Linked DNA regions of Mus musculus: all the other regions are linked to region 2. Evidence: chromatin contacts called from public ChIA-PET, Hi-C and HiChIP or PLAC-seq data. All regions are on one chromosome and are shown on one strand. Each heading gives the region's core, a stretch centred on a gene start, on an enhancer-like site or on the middle of the called end of the contact. The rest is flanking DNA. Distances are from core to core; before and after follow the strand shown.

Evidence for each region. A called contact is a pair of places that touch in the nucleus more often than the background predicts. ChIA-PET counts read pairs in DNA pulled down with a chosen protein or histone mark. HiChIP or PLAC-seq counts read pairs in DNA pulled down with a chosen protein or histone mark.
Region 1: a contact with region 2 is called in an H3K4me3 HiChIP or PLAC-seq map of bone marrow-derived macrophages, with 7 times the contacts expected there. The contact joins the enhancer-like site here to the promoter of Bcl2l11 in region 2. A contact is called at or near these places in 9 of 39 promoter capture datasets (the SN4741 cell line, cranial neural crest, embryonic stem cells and 5 more), 2 of 15 datasets of contacts at CTCF or cohesin (the NIH/3T3 cell line and large pre-B cells), 32 of 484 Hi-C or Micro-C datasets (B cells, CD4 T cells, the HPC-7 cell line and 22 more), 20 of 115 datasets of contacts at active chromatin or transcription factors (CD8 T cells, the SCID.adh cell line, acute myeloid leukemia and 14 more) and 2 of 9 other capture datasets (adipose tissue and embryonic stem cells).
Region 3: a contact with region 2 is called in an RNA polymerase II ChIA-PET map of memory CD8 T cells, with 108 read pairs. The contact joins the enhancer-like site here to the promoter of Bcl2l11 in region 2. A contact is called at or near these places in 4 of 39 promoter capture datasets (the SN4741 cell line, cranial neural crest, hippocampal neurons and 1 more), 5 of 484 Hi-C or Micro-C datasets (CD8 T cells, bone marrow-derived macrophages, cerebellum and 2 more), 13 of 115 datasets of contacts at active chromatin or transcription factors (the 230-238 cell line, CD8 T cells, acute myeloid leukemia and 10 more) and 5 of 9 other capture datasets (adipose tissue, embryonic stem cells, liver and 2 more).
Region 4: a Hi-C map of muscle stem cells shows a contact between it and region 2, with 4 times the contacts expected there. The contact joins the enhancer-like site here to the promoter of Bcl2l11 in region 2. A contact is called at or near these places in 1 of 39 promoter capture datasets (the SN4741 cell line), 1 of 15 datasets of contacts at CTCF or cohesin (the NIH/3T3 cell line), 6 of 484 Hi-C or Micro-C datasets (CD4 T cells, bone marrow-derived macrophages, muscle stem cells and 3 more), 15 of 115 datasets of contacts at active chromatin or transcription factors (CD8 T cells, bone marrow-derived macrophages, craniofacial prominence and 8 more) and 2 of 9 other capture datasets (adipose tissue and macrophages).
Region 5: an H3K4me3 HiChIP or PLAC-seq map of embryonic limb bud shows a contact between it and region 2, with 7 times the contacts expected there. The contact joins the promoter of Spdye4c here to the promoter of Bcl2l11 in region 2. A contact is called at or near these places in 10 of 39 promoter capture datasets (the 3T3-L1 cell line, the C10 cell line, the SN4741 cell line and 6 more), 1 of 15 datasets of contacts at CTCF or cohesin (the NIH/3T3 cell line), 7 of 484 Hi-C or Micro-C datasets (the BV-2 cell line, the F1.1 cell line, the G1E-ER4 cell line and 4 more), 19 of 115 datasets of contacts at active chromatin or transcription factors (the 230-238 cell line, CD8 T cells, the SCID.adh cell line and 13 more) and 2 of 9 other capture datasets (adipose tissue and embryonic stem cells).
Region 6: a contact with region 2 is called in a Hi-C map of bone marrow-derived macrophages, with 22 read pairs. The contact joins the enhancer-like site here to the promoter of Bcl2l11 in region 2. A contact is called at or near these places in 5 of 39 promoter capture datasets (the SN4741 cell line, cranial neural crest, macrophages and 2 more), 1 of 15 datasets of contacts at CTCF or cohesin (the NIH/3T3 cell line), 1 of 484 Hi-C or Micro-C datasets (bone marrow-derived macrophages), 13 of 115 datasets of contacts at active chromatin or transcription factors (CD8 T cells, bone marrow-derived macrophages, craniofacial prominence and 8 more) and 3 of 9 other capture datasets (adipose tissue, liver and macrophages).

Annotation. Positions count from the first base shown.
Region 1 is chr2:128,551,888-128,555,210 of GRCm38.p6, forward strand. No RefSeq gene overlaps it. Among named protein-coding and RNA genes, the nearest start is that of Gm39928, 3.8 kb to the left of the region's middle. Within about 2 kb of position 1,399, at least 26 of the 459 cell types and tissues checked have an H3K27ac peak or open chromatin away from gene starts, as enhancers often do. A contact at or near this core is called in the SN4741 cell line, bone marrow-derived macrophages, conventional type 1 dendritic cells and 3 more, where this site is marked.
Region 2 is chr2:128,124,383-128,127,971 of GRCm38.p6, forward strand. It overlaps Bcl2l11 (BCL2-like 11 (apoptosis facilitator)), which reads left to right and starts at 1,656. Exons shown (of 4, transcript NM_207680.2): 1 at 1,656-1,870. It also overlaps a transcript of Acoxl not described here.
Region 3 is chr2:128,501,048-128,504,709 of GRCm38.p6, forward strand. Gm39928 (a long non-coding RNA gene) reads right to left here. Exons shown (of 3, transcript XR_866723.3): 2 at 1,434-1,545. Among named protein-coding and RNA genes, the nearest start is that of Gm39927, 19 kb to the right of the region's middle. Within about 2 kb of position 1,869, at least 11 of the 459 cell types and tissues checked have an H3K27ac peak or open chromatin away from gene starts, as enhancers often do. A contact at or near this core is called in the 230-238 cell line, CD8 T cells and memory CD8 T cells, where this site is marked.
Region 4 is chr2:128,468,818-128,472,150 of GRCm38.p6, forward strand. No RefSeq gene overlaps it. Among named protein-coding and RNA genes, the nearest start is that of Gm36154, 4.0 kb to the left of the region's middle. Within about 2 kb of position 1,739, at least 85 of the 459 cell types and tissues checked have an H3K27ac peak or open chromatin away from gene starts, as enhancers often do. A contact at or near this core is called in CD8 T cells, the NIH/3T3 cell line, the SN4741 cell line and 3 more, where this site is marked.
Region 5 is chr2:128,590,718-128,594,082 of GRCm38.p6, forward strand. Spdye4c (speedy/RINGO cell cycle regulator family, member E4C) reads left to right here and starts at 1,624. Exons shown (of 9, transcript NM_001310641.1): 1 at 1,624-1,714; 2 at 1,879-1,986; 3 at 2,168-2,284; 4 at 3,120-3,236. The coding sequence starts at 1,624. Gm36203 (a long non-coding RNA gene) reads right to left here and starts at 1,196. Exons shown (of 9, transcript XR_866725.3): 1 at 384-1,196; 2 at 1-97.
Region 6 is chr2:128,444,354-128,448,024 of GRCm38.p6, forward strand. All of the region lies in intron 1 of Gm36154 (a long non-coding RNA gene), which reads right to left. The region is part of intron 3 of Gm29010 (a long non-coding RNA gene); the gene reads left to right. Among named protein-coding and RNA genes, the nearest start is that of Gm29010, 12 kb to the left of the region's middle. Within about 2 kb of position 1,263, at least 53 of the 459 cell types and tissues checked have an H3K27ac peak or open chromatin away from gene starts, as enhancers often do. A contact at or near this core is called in bone marrow-derived macrophages, where this site is marked.

The DNA of each region.
Region 1 (3,323 bases), core at 149-2,648, 430 kb after region 2:
TGTCAGGGGCCTGGCTTGCAGGGCAGAGGCTAGAGATGGATGCTACCAGTGGATCTCAAGGTTTCTGAACGTTTCTAGAAGGTAAGCTAAGCAAGAAGTTGGTTTGGGTATGTCATTTTTGTTGAACTAAAAATGGACGGCATGGCACGTCACTCTCTACTTCTTTTCTCACGAGTTAGAAAATTGCATGGTGTATGCTTGCAATGTTTTCTGGGAAGGTCTGGATGTGGTAACAGGAGTAAGGCCAGGCTCGGGCTCAGCCTCAGCCGTGGGAAGAGGCAAGGTGCACACATGACTCCCGCAACCAAAACACAGCACAAGAGGTTCTGGGAACTGAAACCACAGGTGAGTCAGCACATGGGAGAGGGAACAGGACAGGGCACGTGAGTAAATCCTCACCCCAGCCCAGCACTTAAGGAGAATGTTCAAAGCAGGAGGCGGGGGAGGGTCCCATCCCAGGTAGGAGGTGCTGGGCCAGGTCACAAGAACCCTTAGGCGAGTCCTAACCACCACTCATCCACTGGCAGGGCTGCATTGCCCAGCTCAGGCAAGCTTTAACTCAGAAGGAGCCCATTACGGCTTGAACTCAAAATGTCCCACACAGGTTCAAGTGTTTGAACACTTGATCCCCAGCTGGTAGCATTGTTCCGGAGGAAGGTTGTAGAGCCTAGGAGGTAGAGCCTTCCTGGAGGAAGTGATTCACTGGTGGGGGGACCCACTCACTTCCTGACTACTCTCTGCTACAGGGCTGCCAAGACAGTGTGGTGTGTCTCCTCAGATTCCTGTTGATGGACTGTGTCCCTTATTAAACCATGAACCACAATAAATGCTTCACTCCCAAAACTGCCTTGTCAGGTATTTTGCCAGAGCAGTAAGAAAGGTAACTACACTGGGCACAAGCTGGCTTCATTTAGGACTCTGAAATATCTGACCCCCATATAGAACCAGCCAGTGGAGGCCCCACCCCAGAAGTTCTTGCTCAACAGACAGACACATCTATCATCGATGTGTTTGTGAAGTCCAGCAACTGATCCAAATCAGTTCCCTCATAGTAAACACTGCACTTAAAGGATTTAAAGGAAATCTCTGTGTAACCAACAAGGAGAAGGGGCCCACTAAGCCTGCTTCCCTCTGAGAAGGAGAAGTAGGTCAAGGCTACGCCCTATCCAGGGATGTGAATGACTCCTGAGCCCGTCTGGTGCTGAGCTAATTCTGTAAGAATGAATTCATCTCATACCCAGCAACCTGGTAACTTGCTTCCTATTGTTATCCCTCCTGAGGAACCCTAGCTTCAGAGAGCTTTAGAACTTCAATCATGGTCAGAGCTAGAATCTGAGTGTTGGCAGCTTTTTCGGAACTTTTCACAACCCCATTGTCCTGAAATGTCTCAGGAGACTGCCACACCCTAACATCCGGGGAATTCCACAAGGGTCAGATCCCTGGGCTTAGCACAGAGTGATCCAAGCTAGGGTGGCATCTCAACAAGAGGTTTATTCATTCTAAAATGCGGGAGATGTGGCTGGGCCATGCATACTAGGAGCATTTGTAGGCTCTCTCTGCCAACATGCCAACCAAGCCTCATGCAGGTTTGGTGAAAGGCAAGAATCAACAATTTTCCAGCCATGCGACAGCTGCTTGGGGGAAGGTAGGCCATGGGATGGCAAGGGTAGGACACACTATTTCCCACTGTCTGGCCTCAACTTGCCCATAGTACAGAAGGCTAGATGCTACTTAGGTTTGGAAGATGGGGCCAAAGCAACAAGTATATGTTAAAAACCAGGGTGTCCTGGCCCCCCATCTCTGTTTTTAACCTGTATAGCCCGTGACTAGGCAGTCTCACGAAGACCTGCTAGCAGCTGTCTCCTGTGGCCCCAGCCATCTTTCTTTTTCTTTTTTCTTTTTTTTTTTTTTATTACGTATTTTCTTCAATTACATTTCCAATGCTATCCCAAAAGTCCCCCCCCCCCACTCCCCTACCCACCCATTCCCATTTTTTGGCCCTGGCATTCCCCTGTACTGGGGTATATAACGATTGCCTGACCAATGGGCCTCTCTTTCCAGTGATGGCCGACTAGGTCATCTTTTGATACATATGCAGCTAGAGTCAAGAGCTCTGGGGTACTGGTTAGTTCATAATGTTGTTCCACCTATAGGGTTGCAGTTCCCTTTAGCTCCTTGGGTACTTTCTCTAACTCCTCCATTGGGGGCCCTGTGATCCATCCAATAGTTGACTGTGAGCATCCACTTCTGTGTTTGCTAGGCCCCGGCCTAGTCTCACAAGGGACAGCTATATCACCGTCCTTGCAACAAAGGCTTGCTAGTGTATGCAATGGTGTCATCGCTTGGAGGCTAATTATGGGATGGATCCCTGGATATGGCAGTCTCTAGATGGACCATCCTTTTGTCTCAGCTCCAAACTTTGTCTCTGTAACTCCTTCCATGGGTGACCCAGCCATCTTTCAAGGCTGGCGTTGTTCCCACTTACACCCTGAGAGTTGGCAACCCTGGTGACTCCTGCTAAAGAGTCATAGCTGCAAGTCTCTAAGGAAGAAGTGTAGATGGCAGGAGACAGGCCCTTCTCCAAGATACAGGCTCTTCTTGGCCCAGGTTCACAGGCCCTTTTCAGGTTCTGTAGCCCATGCATTTTCATTGGTGGGTGTGACACTCTTGCTGGGTTCTCAGAGCAGCCATCTCTGGTTTGGTACATGAGTGTTAGGGGAAAGAGAAAGGCCATTAAGTTATGGCTCCCTTCTGGCTCTCCAGGAGAGGGAAATGAGACGCTGCAGTCACAGTGCACAGAGAGCATGAACCTGTTGCCAGCTGTGAGCTTGCTCTCAGCAGTTTTTGGTACAAGGGCCATCTTGGATGTCAGAGTCAGGCTCTCAATGGCACCCTCCTCCATAGAGCATACACTAGCCTGCTGCTAACTATATTTTATATTCATACTTCTGATTTCTTTTCTAAATTCTTTAAGTATTCAAGCGAAAGTAAGTCTTTCCAGGGGCCACATGAAAGTCTGCATAGATGTGCAAAGGCATGTGTACGCCGCAGGTGTGTTTTCCCACTACCCAGCTGTTCTAAGAGAATCCCAGCTGACTCTAACCCCCGCTGTCCAGAGGAAGGGGTGTCAAGCAGGTAGAAGAGAAGCCAAGGGAGGCTGAACCCAGGATGACAGGACCAGGGCGGGGGGGGGGGGCCAATGACAAGGCTACCCCATTGTTGTCAGAGCAGTGAAGAAGAGGGTGCTGACTGTACCCCCAGATCTGTGTTCCGGAACTGCTCAGATCTTGTTGCCTTCGCCTCCATTATCCCCTTGCTATCGT
Region 2 (3,589 bases), core at 406-2,905:
TGAGGCGCCTAGCTCCACGCTGAGGGCGCAGAATACTTGCTGCTGGCTTTGGACTCCCAGAGTAGCAGTAGCAGATTGGGCTGCATGGGTGGGATGCCGAGTGGCCAAGGCACAGTACTGCTTCACAGACCTTGGTCAGGACAGACCTGGATCGGCGGTGTACTTGACTTCATCCACGCCCTTGCCCTGTGCGCTCTTGTAGCGATCACCCCTGACCTCCAGCAGGAGCAAGGCTTTGCCTTGAACACCCCAGCTTCCCTGGGAACCAATGGCTTCTTTGATCTCACTCAGGATTCACTTGAGAAGCTAGACTTTAGCATGGGGCTGTGCTGTGTCACCGTGACGTTAGATCCGCATACAAACACCAAAATGACCAAGATGGCCCAACATTGATTGGGACGGCAGGTCGCAACACTTGTTCTGCAAGAAAAGGCTACGTCCTACTTACTGCCAGCCTGGATGCAGGTTGGGTAGCCCATTAATAGAGTTTCCTTAATCTCGTGTGGGGAGTGGGACGTTCCATTTCCAGAGCAGCTTTTTTGGGCCGCCGCTATGAGAGAAGGGGCTGGGGGTGGGGATGCACATGGCGCCATTGACTTCCAGACTTCTGTTGGAATCACAAAGGCCTCAGGAAGATCAAGGGATTTTTTTTTCGACCCCCTTATGGTTTTCCCAGCTCGGCCTGAACTCCGCTGCTCCATGGTCGCCAGCATCGGCGGACCGATGGATAGACAGTTCCTGGCGTACACTGTGAGCCCCAAACATTTCGAGGCTCCCAACACCGCTCATGGCACAACCGTCTTTCCTTGGTAGCCCCCCTCCTTTTCCTTGTAGTTATTCTTTTCCAGCTAACTTTCTCATTCCCCTATTTTATATGCTTGTCGTGCCCGCCCATCGCTCCCTGAAGCTTCCCGCTTCTCTTGTCTCTCAACTGTCCTTCTCACCACCACCTCTGCCTCTTAAGTAACTGGGCACTAGGGAAACAAACATATAAACCACAACAACAACAACAGCACACACACACAAACACAACACTAAGGAGAGCCTAAAGGAGGACAGAAGGCAGAAGGCGGCGGCGACGAAGAATCTCGCTTGAGGCGCAGACGAAGAGGGGTGAGCATCTTGCTGATCTGAGTCCCCCGGAGGTCAGGAATTCTAGGAAAGGACAGTCAAAGGCCAGTGCCCATCCTTGCACCAATCTAATCCTCATGGTTTGGGGCTGAGAAGCTGTGCAAAGCAAGGGCGGAGGGACGCCTTCTGAGGCTTCCAACTGGCGCCCGCGGCCGGGCTGGACACAGAGCAGTGTACCCTGAGCGCCCCCTAAGTTCCGCTCTGCGAGGTGGCCGCCACGGGCGGACGGGGAGGGGCGGGTACATTCTGAGTGGAGGATGGGCGAGCATGCAGCTGCCCGCAGGCCAAGACACTAGGGTAAACACGCCGGGGTGGGCGGCGCACGCAAACTGCAGGACAGCCGGCGGGGCCACCCTCCCCACTACCTGTCGCAGCCTGCACGCGCCAGCGGCCTGGGGGCCGTGGGGGGTGGGGCTTACCTTCCGGCTTGCCGGGGGCCGGACTAAACGGGGGCGGAGCCCGCGGTGATTGGGCGCGGGGGCGGGGGCTCAACTACCGCAGAGTCTCAAGAGCAGGCTGCTTTCACTTCGCTCCCCGCAGGCACTGGGTCACCAGCTGGTTGGAGCTCTGCGGTCCTTGCCATCGTCGCCGTCACCGGATTCCTGCAGCCGCTCTGCGAGCTGTGTTCCACTTGGATTCACACCACCTCCGCTGCTCCCGCCGCCACCGCCTCGGCGCCCTTCCCCTGGCCCTCGTCCACCCAATGTCTGACTCTGATTCTCGGACTGAGAAACGCAAGGTAAACACTCCGCGACTCCCGGGGCGCAGGCTGGGGATGGATAGAAGACAGGCGCCGCAGCGGCTTCATCTGTCTCTGGTGTCGCACGTGCGGGTGGAGGCACTGGTTTGTCCCGCGTGGCTGCAGGAGGCGAACGCTGGGAGTCGGGTCGAGGTCGCTGCGTGCCAAGGCACTTTTGGGGAAGGGTTGTCGGCACTGAAGCTGCGGGCACTTAGCCGAAGACTGGGTTGGGACGCAATGCCGCACGAGGGGCCGCTGAGGCATCTCTCGCGGGCAAGGAGGGCGCGTGGTCTCGGCTTGGAGCCGAGGTCCCGCTTCGTGGTGCCGGTAGTGCGTCCAGCCGGGAAGCGTCGCGGCGACCCAGACGGCCCGGGAGAAGTAGCCGCGCGGTAGCGGCGGGCGGGTAGACTTAACTCTTCGCTGACGCGGGTTCATTGCGGAGGTTTGAGTATTAAAATCACACGCGCCCAGACTTTGCTTGTACCCATTCAAGTCAGTTTGGCCATAGTGGTCAATTTCCTTTCCGGATGTCCCTGGCGGCCCGGTTCCTTTTGCGACCGTCCTGTGGATATTGAGGAACACCGTATCTACAGGAGACAAGAAACCCCGTAACCCCCCTAGGACCACTTAGGCTACGCGTATTCCAAGCCCCAGCTAGCCGACTACTCCTAGCCCGATTGCACCGGGACCCAGTCGCATAGGCTGGCGGACCCCTGAGCTCGCAAGCCTATTGCCCACGGGGCAGGCACTGCTTGAGGAAGGCTAACTGAACAGTGGGGGCAGAGGTCTGGATGTGCATGCCCGAGACCCGAGATGGTCGTTCATATTTGGTTCGTGTCGGTAGCACTCGGTAGCACATGGGGACACAGCAGGTGAAGTTGCTGAGAAGTTCTTCAGGGGACTGCGGAGGCATTAGGGACTTGGCTCGGAATGGCCTGGAGTGCGATCGTGGCCTCGCGGATCTCCGAGGGGTGCGTGTCTCGCTTTGTCTCTAATGTCCCGCTGCCCTGGCGGCGGGAATTCCCGCAAAGCGCGCGCCGTCCCGGCCTGGCCCAGGGGTGGGGCGGGGCGCAAAGCGAAGCTGCCCGGCCCCCTAAGTTCCAGCCGGAGCTGCGGTGGCCGGCACAGTCTGAGCGGCGCTGGGCGGCGAGTTTGTCAACAATCGCCTTGCCTTCGGCTGCCTGACCCGTAGGCGCCGCCCCCACCGCCTCTGCCCATTGGTTACGATGGGGAGCGACTGCGCGCGGGCCAATGGGGGAGCACTGGCAGCCGGCGCCAGGGGCGCAGGGCTGGCGGTGCCCGCGCGGCGGCGGGAGCTGCGCGCTAGGGGCGGAGCGGGAGGAGGCGGAGGATGATCCCGGCGGCGGCCGGTGCAGCGCGGGCCAGAGGCGCGGCGCGCGAAACCTTCGGCTCCCCGGCGGAGCGTGGCGGAGGGCGGACGGGCAGGCGCGGGGCCCTGGAGCCCAGGACCCGGCTTTGTTTCCCTTGCCTCCTCGGTGGCGACGTGCAGGGGTCGTTCGATCGGCGCAACACGCCGCGCTCGGAAGGGAAGGGGCGGACGTGAGTCTCGGCATGGTGGCCCGGGGAGGGAAAGAGTCAGCCTTGCGCCGGGTATTGCCAAGAACGCGCAGCTAGGTGTGGAACTTTCAAAGGGATGTCTCTTAAGGCCCTCTTTGGAAGTGTGCACATTCCGGCAAGGTTGCACCCGAGAGAAGTGGT
Region 3 (3,662 bases), core at 619-3,118, 380 kb after region 2:
TAATTCATAATTAATTATATAAGAACTATTAATTAATAGTGTATGCATGCTACTTTCCCATCTCAGACTCATTTTTCTCTGTAAAGTCTTTCTCAGGTAGTTCATCCACCTGCCCATCTTAGCAAGCACCTGCCAGGGGTGACACCCACCATCTAGTTCATAAGTACCTAGTACTTAGGTGAAAGTCTCTGTTAGCAGAGGCAGAGCACAGGGAAGGACTGGATACAAGAATCCAGTTTACTATGATGTAGTTTTCTAGCATTGTCTCTTCACTGACTGTCACCCTCTGTAAAATCAAGCTTCCCTGGTCTAGGCTGAGAGCAGTGCTAGTTTATAGAAATAAGCATCCCTACTTAGAGAGCTATTCTATTACATGCCCACTTAGCAATGCATCAACAGTAAATGCTCACCTATGACTTTGGACCTGGCCAGGGATAGGCTTTTGACTAGATTTACAGCACCACCCTACCATGGAGCAGACCTCAGACAGAACCAGGAGTGGTTGGTTACCCCCTGAACAAGCCATGCCACTATTGTACCAGTGGGTACATCTTGCCTGACTGGTCAGTATTATAGCACATAGTGTCTACGGATGTTTAAGACTGTTACTATCTTTTCTCCTCTGGCAGCCAGCACCTCTAATCAACTAAGCTCCAATTTGACTCTTAAGAGTCCTGCACATAAAGTATGTGATACCTTTAGCAATCAGGTCTTACTGTCTAGTTCTCCGGTGGATAACCCAAAACAATGGCAATAGGCTATATTGTTCTGTCAGCCTCTGGGAGCTCCCTGGCCAATAATTCATAGAGAGATATCCTCCATGTAAGCACTGGGATTTTTTTTTTTTTTGAGACAGGGTCTCACTATATAGATCTGACTGTTCTGGAACATGCTATGTAGGCCAGGCTGGGACTCAGACTCTCAGATCTAGGCTTGCCTCTGCCTCCTGAGTGCTGGGGTTAAAGGTGTGCACCACTACGTCCACACTGGGATATTTTTGCCTTCTCTTCCTGTGGGAAGCCACATGTGCCGTTGCAGAGTGGCACTGACTACTGCTGGCCACCACGCATAAGTTTGGACAAACAACCAATGTGTACATATGCAGTAAAGTTTTTTGCAAAGACACTGCCTGACCCAGGCATGATAATGAGGCTTTGGGAGTATAACCAATCAGATGTGAGACATGCAAATGAGGTATGATAATGAGGCTCTGTGAGGTACAGAGAGAGAGAGAGTAGCCAATCAGATGAGGAACATGCAAATGAGGCTTAGTGCATAACCAATCCGGGTGTGAGACACGCCTCTCCTAGGCCTATATAAGCAGCACCAGTTCTGGGCTCGCTGGTCGAGTAGGGCACGTGCAAGACCTTCCCTTCCCTTTTCTTCCCTTCTCCCCTTGTCTCCCCTCCCCTTGGAAATGTTATTTTACTTACTTATTTTGTGAGATAGTCTCCATCTTTTCAGTGCAGTCTGGATAAACTTGCTATGTAGACGGAGCTGACCTTGAAGTCAAGGCAATCTTTTTGTCTCATCCTTTCCCAAGAGCTGGAATGACATTCAAGAGCATCCACATTTACCTTCCTGGACAGTTTTACTTGTGCTTCATATTAATCTATAGTTTTAGGGGGTACTTTTAACTTGAAAATTGCTGTAAGAACATGTATCGATCACTTGTATCCAATTAATCACATCTGGTTCTATGCTTTCTTGTGAACACTTTCCCTGAGTCACTGATTTTCCTGTATGAGTCTGATGCTTTTCCCCCGAGGACTGTTTTCTTTAAATACCTGTGTTTGTGGGTGTGTTACCAGTGCACTAGAGGTTACTTGTTGCTGTTTCCTGCTTTCTGGTCTGATGACTGGTGAAGCTTGTGGTCATCATCTGTCAGTGGATGTGGCTCTGCATTACCTCATGGAGTTCCCCACCCACCCACCCATCCACCCACTGCAGCTCTGGTCCCTGTGAGCGCCCCCTTCTGGTTATCCAGTACAGGTAAGGGTTTTTATCCTCTACAAAGCTTACTCGATTACTCTCTAGAGATGGAGGATGAGAGGTCAGCAGGTCCCATTGCTCTGGCTAGCCCTCTTGGGATACATTTGAAAAGAGAAGTGAGAGCCAGGCCCGGGAGACAGGGAAGAGGGATAAAAAGAGACACAGACTCTTAAAGTCATCATGTCCCTTCTTGGCCTGGTTCAGGCAGAGTTTCAGGAGATCTTTACCTTCTCTCCTTTCTCCCCTGCCCTCCTGTGCTGGGCTGGGCCAAAAGCCAAAGCTGAGAGCAGCTCCCAGCTCTTCCTTCTGCTCTTTGCCAATGCTAAGCACCCTTTTTGTGGCTGCCCCCTGTGGCCAGCACACCAGTGTGTTCTTCAGAGGACCCAGCAGGCTTCTCACTACCCATTCACCCCCCCCCAACAGTCAGTAAAGTATCCTCTCTCTGAAGGAAGAAGCAGAGATCTGTCAGCTGATAGGTCAAACATTCACTGGGTGCTGTTACTGCTGGGTACTTAGAGGGGAGGGATGAACACATATAAATACGGCCAAGGTTCTGAGTTTTGGTGCCTCCTGGATTGGCCATATGACTTCCTTCATCCATCACTAAGTCATCAATAGTTTGTGGGGGCAGGGGTTGCAGTTTGGCTCAACCTCTCAAGCTCCCATGATTTGCTATAAAAAGCATTTGCTCCAAGGTCCTGCTGCTCACAGAACTAGACCCATGGAACAGACCCAAATCTGACTAACAGTTGGAGCCAAGCCTAACCAGAAGCAGCCAGATTTCAACTGACCCACAGATGCACAAGCAAAGAAAATATATACTTGTCCTTGATCAGTCACAGGACCATAGGTTAATTCTTAGGGGGCATTAGTGCAGCCATGCCTGATTAACAATACGCTTTACTGATCAGCCTTCATCACTGAAAGAGGTAAGAATTAGTTAAAAAACATCATCTTTCAGCCAAATGCAGCACAGTGTGAGACGGGGTAAGAAAGGAGTAAAATGTATAGTTACATTTCAATAGGTATTGATTTCAATAAAAGAATCTATCTATCATCATATATTTATCTACCTGTTTGTTTGTTTGTTTAGTATTTGACAAGGTATCACTTTGTTGCCCACCGATGGCTTGAAATTTACTATGTAGTCCAGGCTGGCTTCAATCTTATAGCAGTTCTCCTGCCTCATCTTCTCAAGTGCTGGGATTATAGGAATGAGCCACCACACTTGACTGTGAGTCACTATAGCCAAACACATGACATAGACTACAGATGAGGAATATATAGCTTATAGCCTTAAATATGAAACTCCAAGCTTCATAGCACAGGCTGGCCAAAGCTACCACTTGGCTGAATTACTTCTTGACACAGATAGCCACAAAGATCCAGGTAGAGCCAAACTCAGGCTTTTATAACAACTCTGTCTAGAAACTACTATAGAGTCAGGAAAACTACCCACTGGCCCAGGACCTCTAAGGTCCAACCACTCCCAACAGGTCCAACATTGGGTGGTAACCCAGAGAGTCAAGACTTTAATCACTCTGGGGATGGGAATGTTGCTAAAATTCCTTCCCTCTGAGAGGCAGAGGTAAACAATATCTCCCCAGTAACTCTAATTTATTCATAACCTATTTTAATGATAGTTCATAAATGCTTTAACCTCCCTTGTA
Region 4 (3,333 bases), core at 489-2,988, 340 kb after region 2:
TTGGCTAGGTCTGAGCCTGAGTGATGGATTCTATCATGGCAATCCAAACCTGGAGATGGGGCAGGAAAGACAAAGCCCCAGGCAAGTGTTCCCTTTCATGCAGGTCACTGGAGTGAGTTTTAACCCCATGACATCATCTCAATGGTCATCACCATGGTGTCAGCATCATCTGAGTGGGAGGAGAGTGTGATGTACAAATGTACACTGGCCCCTGACTGCCTTTTCCCTCCCGTCCTCCACCTCCCTCCAAACCTGGCAGACTCCTGACTTCCATATGATCATGTTTACACCTCTGAAAAGATCTTTCAGCAACAATGAATGAGTGAAAAGAAACATTGTAAACTGGGGCCTACTGTGAATGCCGTGAAATGTCCTCCTCTGACTCCTGTACTTAAATGCCTGCTTCCTAGTGGGTGATGCCGCCTTGTGGGTGGTTTATGGAACTCTTAGGGGATGTGACAGAGTTGAAGAAATTGGGGTATATTTAGGTTAAGCATATACATGTGTACGTGTGTGTTGGGCTTTATGCTAAGATCTTAGTGTGTTTTAGCTCACTGAAACCTGCTCAGTAGACAGCTTCAGAGAAAGCTCATCCCTCATACTTTGGAGAAGATAAGTCTCAATATTTTTCTCATTTTTCAGGTGAGGAAATTGAAGCACAGAATTATGAAGCCAGGCGAAAGATATATGTGTGCATTTATAATACATGTTTAATATATATTTACAACACATATGTGTTTATAATAATATACATATGTATATATATATATACATATATTGTATTAAGGGAGGTACTAAGTCAGCTTGTGTGAAGATAGCAATAACAGCAGAATCATCCCTGAGGGGCTAGGACAGCAGTCATTCGGTTTTGAGGCTGATTGTCCATTAGTCCCACAGTAGCTGTCTCCCACTGGAGAAGCCAGCACCCAGGAATTGCTCCATCCACAAGGTTGTGTGTCTCAGCAGTGCCAACCTGGCCCTGAAAACCTGGCAGATTCCTGGACCACAGTCATCAGTGGAAGTCTAGGAGCACTGGTTCTACTGTGAGGAAAGGAATCAGCAGCCTCAGGGTAAATCATCGCTGAAGCAAGAGGGGAGGCCAAGTGAATAAGGGCAGTAAGTGGGAGAGGGTCTTCCCCAAGCCACTCACACAATCAGGGCACATCTTCAGTTCAGACAGTTCCGGGGATTCTAATTTATGGAGAGTTGACACTAAAACCAACTGTAATGGGGGGGGGGGGGCGGGGGGCAGGGTATCCTCCTCCATCATACAAAATCCCTTGCTACTGCTGTGTCATAGAGGCATCAGGACTCCATGGGACCTGCATATGGAAGGGCTTGGGAGACCTCAGAGTGGTACACGCCACAGTTGCTGTCCCTGCCACAATTTTCTCTCGCGAACTGTGCCCTCAAACTGTAAGCCAAAACAAAGCCTCTTTCCTTCAGTTACTACTGATAGGTGTTCTGTTAATAATGAGAAACTGGTATGTCTGTATCCCTAGAGGATTACATGTAACTTTTGACAATGGCTGTGGCTTAAACTGACTTTACAAACAGTCTGGAAGCCGTAGACCAGATTGGTGAGATGCTAGTGACAGTTTCAGGCCCTCTGTACCTGCATGTCTGCTGAAGAGGGAGAGGATGTGGCTTTCACCCAGGAGATGCCACACCCAGTACTGAAGTCACATGGTACTGAGTGGCTCAGAGTTCCAGGGCTCCCAACAGGAAGTCGGCCTGAGAGAGTCTGGGAAAACATGTGTGCTGTGATCCCATGTGTACTCCAAGGGAAGGGCGCTGGCTGAGCAGAAGCCCATGGGAATTTCAGAGACGTTCCAACAGCAGGCCACAGAAGAATCAGAGTGTGGGAATGTGCTGAAAGGGGCACAGCCAAGGGCGTGGCAGGGGTGGGGAGGGGAGGGGAGGAGGAATAGAACCTACTGAAAAGGCTCAGAAAGACAAAGCCGCAGGAACTAAAAAGACTCCCCACAACCCTCCAAAGCCGACCTTAGATCCCCAGACTTCAACAAAGGCCTTACTTGTAATTCATAAAAGACAAAAATACCAGTTTGGGCAGGAAGGTGTGGAAAGAGAGAGATGAAGAAAGGTGGCCAGCCTTGCACTCTCACTTCCCATCCTCATGAATTTGAACCTTCTTTAACACACACACACACACACACACACACACACACACACACACCTTTGTGGATCAGGAGCTCTGAGTACTTGAGCATGTGGCCCAGGGTCCCCCAAACTTCTTGTCTTTTGGGTGGATATTTTTTCTTTCTCCTGGCAAGCCCAGCCCATAAGCTCTGAGATCTCGGGCAATAACAGTGAGAAGAAGACTGACTGCAGACTTACAGGGGCTGGAAAGAAGCAGGGTGGACAGGCCAGTGGCTCACCTGCTCACGGGCTCCTGGGAGACCCTGACATGGTAGGAGGGAAGCTGTCCCTTCTGAGAATCTGCAAGTCTCAGACTTTCACAAGCAGCAGAGATGTCAGTAGAGCTGGGACAAGCCAATGCATAGCCCTGAGATGCAGGTGGGTTGCCAAGCAAAACACAGGCTGCTGAGTTACATTTGAATTTCAGAAAGTCCATGGTGCTGAATGAGGACAAAAACTGCATAGTTAATAACCAAAAACATTAATGTGAGGCTAGTTAGCACTGTAATCCGCGAAAGCAGACTTAAGAAATCTTTCCACACATTTGTCCGCACTGTTCCCTGACCCTTAGAGAGGGAGGGTTGCTGTACAAGTCCCATTTGTGGCTAAGTACTCACAGTAGCCTGGTCTCAGCATTTGGAATAGCTGGGAGTCTCTACATTAACCACCATCTAGAAGAACAATACTAATAGATTCTCCCCTTGGGCTAGTGACATCTCTAGCCTTGGGTTTTGACAGTGTTTAAGCTACCAGGTATAACTTTTGTGAAGCAGGCCTCAAAGCCAATGAAGAGAACATCTGTTACCTTCATAAACAGTCTTGCCGCTATTGTACCGGTAAACATGTATCGCCTGATAGGTCAATATTATAACAATCAGGGTCCAGTAAATAAGAACATTGATTGCCCTACTCCCCAACAGCCTACACAACACTTTCCAGAACTACAACACTGACCAGGAGGAAACAGTTCCTGGTCAATTTAATATCAATTTGTTTGTGTCCTATAATCAGTGAAAGGGTCTTGTTATTTAGTTATAGTGGGGAACCAAGAGCCAAGACAACTGCCTATATTCTTTGGAAGCCTGTATTCGAGCCTCCCTGATCAATCATCCATGGGGAGGTGGTAACTTGTGCCTAGGGTCCAGATTTCCATGTAAGAACCTGTGTCTTTTT
Region 5 (3,365 bases), core at 374-2,873, 470 kb after region 2:
CTCCCTGGGGTACTGAACTGGTTATGTAGGTTGTTCTCACAAGAAGATCATTTGGAGAAAGTAATGTATGATCAGTCTCTAGGTGTAAGTTCTGAACCTGCATACCAATCTTAGTATCAACATAGAAGATTTGAAAGATGATTTGATTGTATTCTGATAGGAATCAAACCCAAACAGCAAAGTAAACTGTGTGCACAGCTTTGTACTATGGATGAAGGGGTCAATGCTTGTGTGCTCTGAATCTACCCTTTCAGGAACACAGTTTCATTTGTATTCTTAGACAGTGTGATTTAGGTACAAGGTGAAGCCCAAAAAGAATTTATCAGGGAGACAAGAGAAGATCACTTGATTGTCCAGAGGGGACAGGCATGCATCTTTTTTACCCTGGATGCCCATGGCCTGTTCCTCGGGTGCATTTCTTTAACAGACTAGAGAGCAGGTTCTGACGGAATGGTGTGATGTCAACAGGACCTTCAGAATGTTTGAGCCCATTTAGCTACTATCACCGCCCTCCTCACAGTTGTGAGACAGAGCTCTGGGTACACTCTGAATGTGCCTGGAAGGACTAGAGCTTGAGAGACCAGAGCAGGTGCTCACACGGGCGTCACCCAATGCTGTGCTAGGCTGAGTATCAGGCGCTGCGCTGTGTTTCTTCAGAGAGAGAGTCTTGGCGTATGTCAGGGATCCACTGGAGTCTCAGGATGGACAACTGGTGATACAGTGGGAACAGAATCAGGTTTTAGATTAGGGGAAACAAAACAAAAGGTAATGTGAGATAAAGGGGAAAGAGTGAAAACAGGGAGGGGGACAGTCAAGAGGAATCTTGTCCACCAATGACTGCCCTTGAGAAGGAGCCACAAGGAGGACAGTGTGGGCTACTTGGGCTGTATTTTTAACAAGATTTAATTGCCTGTGAATTTATAATGGCTCATAGACATATAAAGAGGTAATATCAAAGAAAACAGGTGTGTAAAATCATCCATACTGACCCAACTGGAAACATGACTGGCAATAGCCATTCTTCCCATTGGCAAACCCACGGTGGCCTAGCCACAGTCAGGGGACACACTCTACACAAGTCCACCTTCTCATGTGTAAAGCAGGTGGATTACAGTTCTTCACAGATTACAAGGACTACATGAGGTATTCTTTATGCACAGATTAAATTCTAGTTTCATAACGAATCAAAAACAGCGGCTGGAGAGATGGCTCGGTGGTTAAGAGCACTCAGAGGTCCTGAGTTCAATTCCCAGCAACCACATGGTGATTCACAACCATCTATAAAGGAATCTGATGCCCTCTTCTGGCACACAGGTGTATATGCAGATAAAGCACTCATCCATAAAATAAATAGATTTTTTTTAATTACAAAAAATAATCAGGAATGATGGCATGGAGCTCCATGGTGAAGTGCTTCCCTGCATGTGTGAAGTCCTACATTCAAGTCCCATTACCTCAAAAGAAGAAAAAAAAAAACTTTCAGCCACCATTAACTATTTAACCACTGCAACTTTTTATTTTTCTTTTGTTTTAGTAAAAGAAGACTACACAGAGATAGCCTGGAGTTGGAATCAAGCGGGGCTGTCTCCTTGGTTGGGAAACCAAAGACAACAGGATTCCATCATGTCCACACCAGTTGCCTCAGATACCACACCACGGCTTCAGAAGCCAACGAAAGGTCAAAAGAAAAAAGTGCCTGTGAAAGCAACGATAGGTGTGTGTCACCCTTGGCGCTTTCGCCCCTGGTCCCCAGAAGAATGCAGGGTGGGACAGTACAGCCCCTCCCTCTTCCCCAACCATTCTGAGTCAAGTTCTGCAAGGGCATGGCAAGGGCTGTCCTGCTGAGCCAGGAGGTCACTTCTTGTTCACTTTTTGTAGCTTCAGACAGAAGATCCGAGATGTCACCTGTCTCCTCAAAGGAGTCCTGCAAGCAGAATGATTCAGGGAAACAGGTGCCAGCGGACAGTGTTTGCTTGGCAAAAAAAGGTGCGTAGGAACTCAGCTCGAAGCCACCTTTGTAGATAAGCATATACCTGGTGGGGGAAGCATTCCTCTTGCTGTCTTCAGGTGTTACATGTAAATTCCTCACTAGGCTTGAGAAGGGGAGAGCCCAGCATTGGCCAAGTGGGTGCCTCTCATGGTCACGTGGGGTCTTCTGTTCCTGCAGCTCCACAGGTCACCAGTATTCTGGCTTCCAGTGATGGCTCTGCAGGGGATGTCCCTGAGCAGAGATCCAAGAGGAAAAAGGGCCAAAGAAAAAGAAAACTGGACAATATCAAGATGGGTAGGTGTCTGCCCCTTGACATTCTTTTTTTTTTAATATTTTTATTACATATTTTCCTCAATTACATTTCCAATGCTATCTCAAAAGTCCCCCATACCCTCCCCCCCACTTCCCTACCCACCCATTCCCAGTTTTTTGGCCCTGGCGTTCCCCTGTACTGGGGCATATACAGTTTGTGTGTCCAATGGGCCTCTCTTTCCAGTGATGGCCGACTAGGCCATCTTTTGATACATATGCAGCTAGAGTCAAGAGCTCGGGGGTACTGGTTAGTTCATAATGTTGTTCCATCTATAGGGTTGCAGATCCCTTTAGCTCCTTGGGTACTTTCTCTAGCTCCTCCATTGGGAGCCCTGTGATCCATCCAATAGCTGACTGTGAGCATCCACTTCTGTGTTTGCTAGGCCCCGGCATAGGCCCCTTGACATTCTTGTCCAAGTATAAATGCAACTTGAAATAGCATACCACTGTGCCTAGTTCCTCCCTCTTCCCAAACTCTTCTAAATCAAGTTTTACAAGGCCAGAGCAAGGGGTGTCCTGATGATCTAGGACATCAACTTTATTCTTCACTTTTGTAGCAATTGTAGATAAAAGATCAGCAAATTCATTTATCTCCCTGGGGTGTCTTACAGGCAGAATGATCCACAGAAAGAGGTACCAGAGAACAGCTGGAGCTTGATAAAATATTTCATTGTAACTCAATGTCTACTCTAATGTGTAGATAAGTGAAAGCAATTTCTGCCAGATGTTTCTAGATGTCACATGGAATTCTGAGAAGGGAAGAACCCAACCATGTCCAGGTTGTCTTCTTGTGGTCATGTGAGGTCTCTTCCTGCAGATCCAGAAGTCTGTGTCACTCTTGCCTCCAGTGATGCCTCGGCAGGGGATGTCCCTGTGCAGCGAACCAAAAGGAAGAGGGCTCACAAGACAAGGACACTTGTGGATGTCAAAGCAGGTATATGTCCATTCTTGTCCCTGCATGAAGAGCCAGTCACAGCCAAGTTACTACCGTCACTTAGTCTTCGAGAAGTGACGGATTCCTGAGCAGTGGTCAGGAGGTTGCCAGTGTTCTCAGCCTGGCCAC
Region 6 (3,671 bases), core at 13-2,512, 320 kb after region 2:
GAAGTGAGAATGTTCCCACGACTGCAGTGAATGAACACGGTTGACCTCGGGACCCAACACTGCAATGACATTTTACAATCTCACAGTTTCTCTCCCTCGGAGAGTGTAAATTTCCATCTCTGCAGCTAAAACCCACCTAGAGAACTTGGGGGTAAGAGCAAATCCATTCGTTTTATGTGAGTAGCTACAGCAGAGTAGAAAAAAGTATTCCAAGTGGGACCAGCTGGTGTGGGGCACCAGTCTCTGTCCTGTCAATAGTGTTCTTCATGGTCCCCAGCTCGCCCCGCTCCTCCCATCTGGACCCTCTAACTGTGAGTTATTGTGTGTTGCGGTGGGGATAAGAGGGTTAGTTCATGGAGGACCCACTGAGGCCTCAGAGGCATGTAAAATGTGACAAGCAAGGCCGTGGCATACATAATCGATCATGAACAAGCCCAGAGACGAGAGGGATTCCTTCCTGCCAAGATCCTTGGCCTTGGCAGAATTTGTGTGTGTGAACCCAGAGGCAGATCCCAGAATTCTGTCCAGGCCTTTAAAGCTTTCAAAGATTTGGCACCGATGTGACAAAACAACACAGAGAACAGAGTGGCTTCTACTCTAAAGTCTGCAGTAAAAGAGGTTTGGCAGTTAAAGGAGGAGGTGAGGTTTTAGTATGAGGCTTGTAGAGCTGTCAGTCACCGGATGAGTTCAGCAGCGGAGGAGAGTCAGACACAATGCTTAAGCAGTGAGCAACTCAAGGGCCCCAGAGAAGGCTTTGAAATGAGATGGCAAGACCTTGGGTCAAGCCTTCAGACTCAAAACATTTAGAGCTGGTTGTAACTTTAATTTAATTTAATTAAAAAAATTTTTTTTTTCTAGCCTTATTTTTAATGATGGTTCCTAAACACCTCAAGTGAGCTCCTCGGCAGCCATCACTGGCCACCAGTGAGAAAAACCCTAGGCCCAGATCTGGAGCCCACACAGCATCTTGGCAATACATTCTGCCCCATGTATAGGTGGGCCTGTAATACTTGTTCAAGTTCAGAAACTACGTAGGGGAGGATCTAAGAAAAGATCCTCAGTTTGTGGGAACTCAGGGCTGAGTTCTTCCTTCCACACCAGACCCTTCCAGCCTTTGAACATGGCAGTTGAACTCAGGACAAAGGTGGCGGGAGGGGCTCAGTCATCTATTCTTCATTTTCTAAGAACTTGGTATATCTGAGTTTGGAGAAGGAACACTTACCAGGGAAGTTGTGAAATTGAGGGAAATTACAAAATGCTCAGAGGCGGTTCCGGCCTCAGCCCAGATCTGTAAAAGCTTTAGAACCCTCAGATTCCGGAACTGGTCAGAGAGATGAGCAGGTGGCTAGTGGAGGCCACGCCATCCTTGGCCTGATCCTGTCTCTCTGGATAACAGGCCACAAAGCTGCCTCTGTGCACTTAATGTCTTTCTGGCTTGGTTTTCTAAGAGTAAAATCAACCCCACTGTACCCAGCACAGGAAGCCCCTGAGGACTGTCATTTCTCCTTCCTACACCTGGCAAAATGTGAATAAATTCCCCCAGCCCCCACCCCCATCCATTCTCTAAGCCGAAGATACAATCAGTCATTTGAACTTCCACACACAAGTTTGGACATCTCAGCGGAGATTTGCTTTCAAATCCATGCAGAAGAACACATGATGTCGGGAGGGGGCGGGAGGACCTGTTGCCCAAAATGTAGCATGCCATCTTCATGATATGGAATCACAGTCAAAACTGTGCAGCCCAGTGAGATGGTTCAGTGGGTAAGAGCACCCGACTGCTCTTCCGAAGGTCCCGAGTTCAAATCCAAGCAACCACATGGTGGCTCACAACCATCTGTAATGAGATCTGACTCCTTCTTCTGGAGTGTCTGAAGACAGCTACAGTGTCCTTACATATAATAAGTAAATAAATCTTAAAAAAAAAACTGTGCAGCCCAGGCCCCCTATAGCGTGCTGTGGCCTTGGGTCCACTTGTTGGGGATGAGAAGTGTTGTGGGGAAGGCTGCAGAGAAGCAGGCCAGGTTATCCATCTCTTCTTTTGCTCCCTTGCGGAAAGCAGAGGCCTCAAGAGAGGTTAAGATTAGAGGAACCAGTATTTCTGCAAGGGCAGCCTAGAGCAACCTTGATGGATTGTTCTACATGCATGAATCCACTGCTAAGCTAAGGTGTACTTGTGTGGATGTGGGTGTCTCTCCAGGTGATGTGTTTGTTCATATAGAAATGATACATATACAGTTCTATCAGGGTAGCTGTCTGTTTAGGAAAGATGGCTCCTCATTGTACAAAGAGGTTCTGCTGCAGAGTTCTTTTATAAAGATAGACCCCCAGCTCCTGTGATAACTACATTGTTCCACTTACCTACAAAACGAATTCCAAACAGTTGCCAACAACATCATGAACAGGCAGCCAGGTCTACCCAGATGGTCCTGTCCAGTCTGCCCTTGGGCCAAATAGAGTGTCTTAGTGAATGCTGGGAATTGATTAGTAGCCTGCCTTCAACTCCAGGGGTCATCTGCACTCACAGCACTAAGAGAGGCGGGTTGAGTGTCTTTTGTCTTATTCTCGGCTCTCTTGTTCTCCTGATCCAGGAGATAGAGCCGACCCTTGTCAGTCTAGAGTCACCTGAGGCCTGCAAGCAGACAAGGCCAGTGCTCCTCTTACACAACGTCATGGTTGCAAATGCAGGTAAATACTGGAATTGAGTACAGGTTGGATCTCAGCTTTAAATATTCTGCCAAGGTACCCTGTTTGGCCCATGGGCAGGGTGGACAGGGCCATCTTGTCCACAGAGAATTCTTCAGAGACCTATGGGCTCAGTCACACATATGACCAGACCCAGGGAGCTTCCCCTAATCTTCAAGCTACTGAGATACACATAGACTGTGATTCTCTCCAGAGAAGAGCTTGGTAGAGAGAATGATGAAGCATCCAACCAGGCATGAACCTACCAATTGTAGATACCATGCCAAACTAATGTAAAAACAAAACAAAATGAATCCCTCGTCACTTGCCGCAGTTCAGAGACCTGGCCCTGGGGTCATGAGACTGGGTGAGCTGGCCCTGTCCCTCACCAGCTGCAGGACTTGGGAGAGCGGGCCCTGCATCTCCCTTGGGCAACATGGTAGAGCTGGCCATGGTGGAGGGGATGGAGATAAGCCAGAGGGTGAGAGCACAGAAGAGCTGGCCCTTCATTTGTCTGCCCTGAGGTGGTGTGGGTTCAAGGGTGATGCCCACCCCAAGTCACCCCTCACCACCTGAGTTAGCACCGAGGACATGAGAGTGGGAGAGCTACCCTTGCCCCTATAATGGCTGTAGCCATTGACTATATATATTGACTGGGCAACACATTGGATCTGACCCGGATGGAAAAGGCACAGGCAAGCCAGCCCCAAGGGTGTGAGAGCAGGAGAGCTGGTCCAGCCTCTTGCAGCACTTGGAGAAGAGGGCCCTGTGCCTTGAGAGTAGAGCTGGCCCTGGAGGCATAGGTGCAAGTGAGCCAGTAGGAAGGCATGAGATGAGAAATGCTGACCCTGCCTCCTGCCGATGGCTGTGTTAGGCTGCCTAGTTTGGGCAGTGCTGAAGACCTTGCCCTAGTGGTGTGGATAAAAGAGATGGCAGACTGACCAGTTCAGTGCCCGACCACCCAGGCCCAGATCCAGGACTCTGCA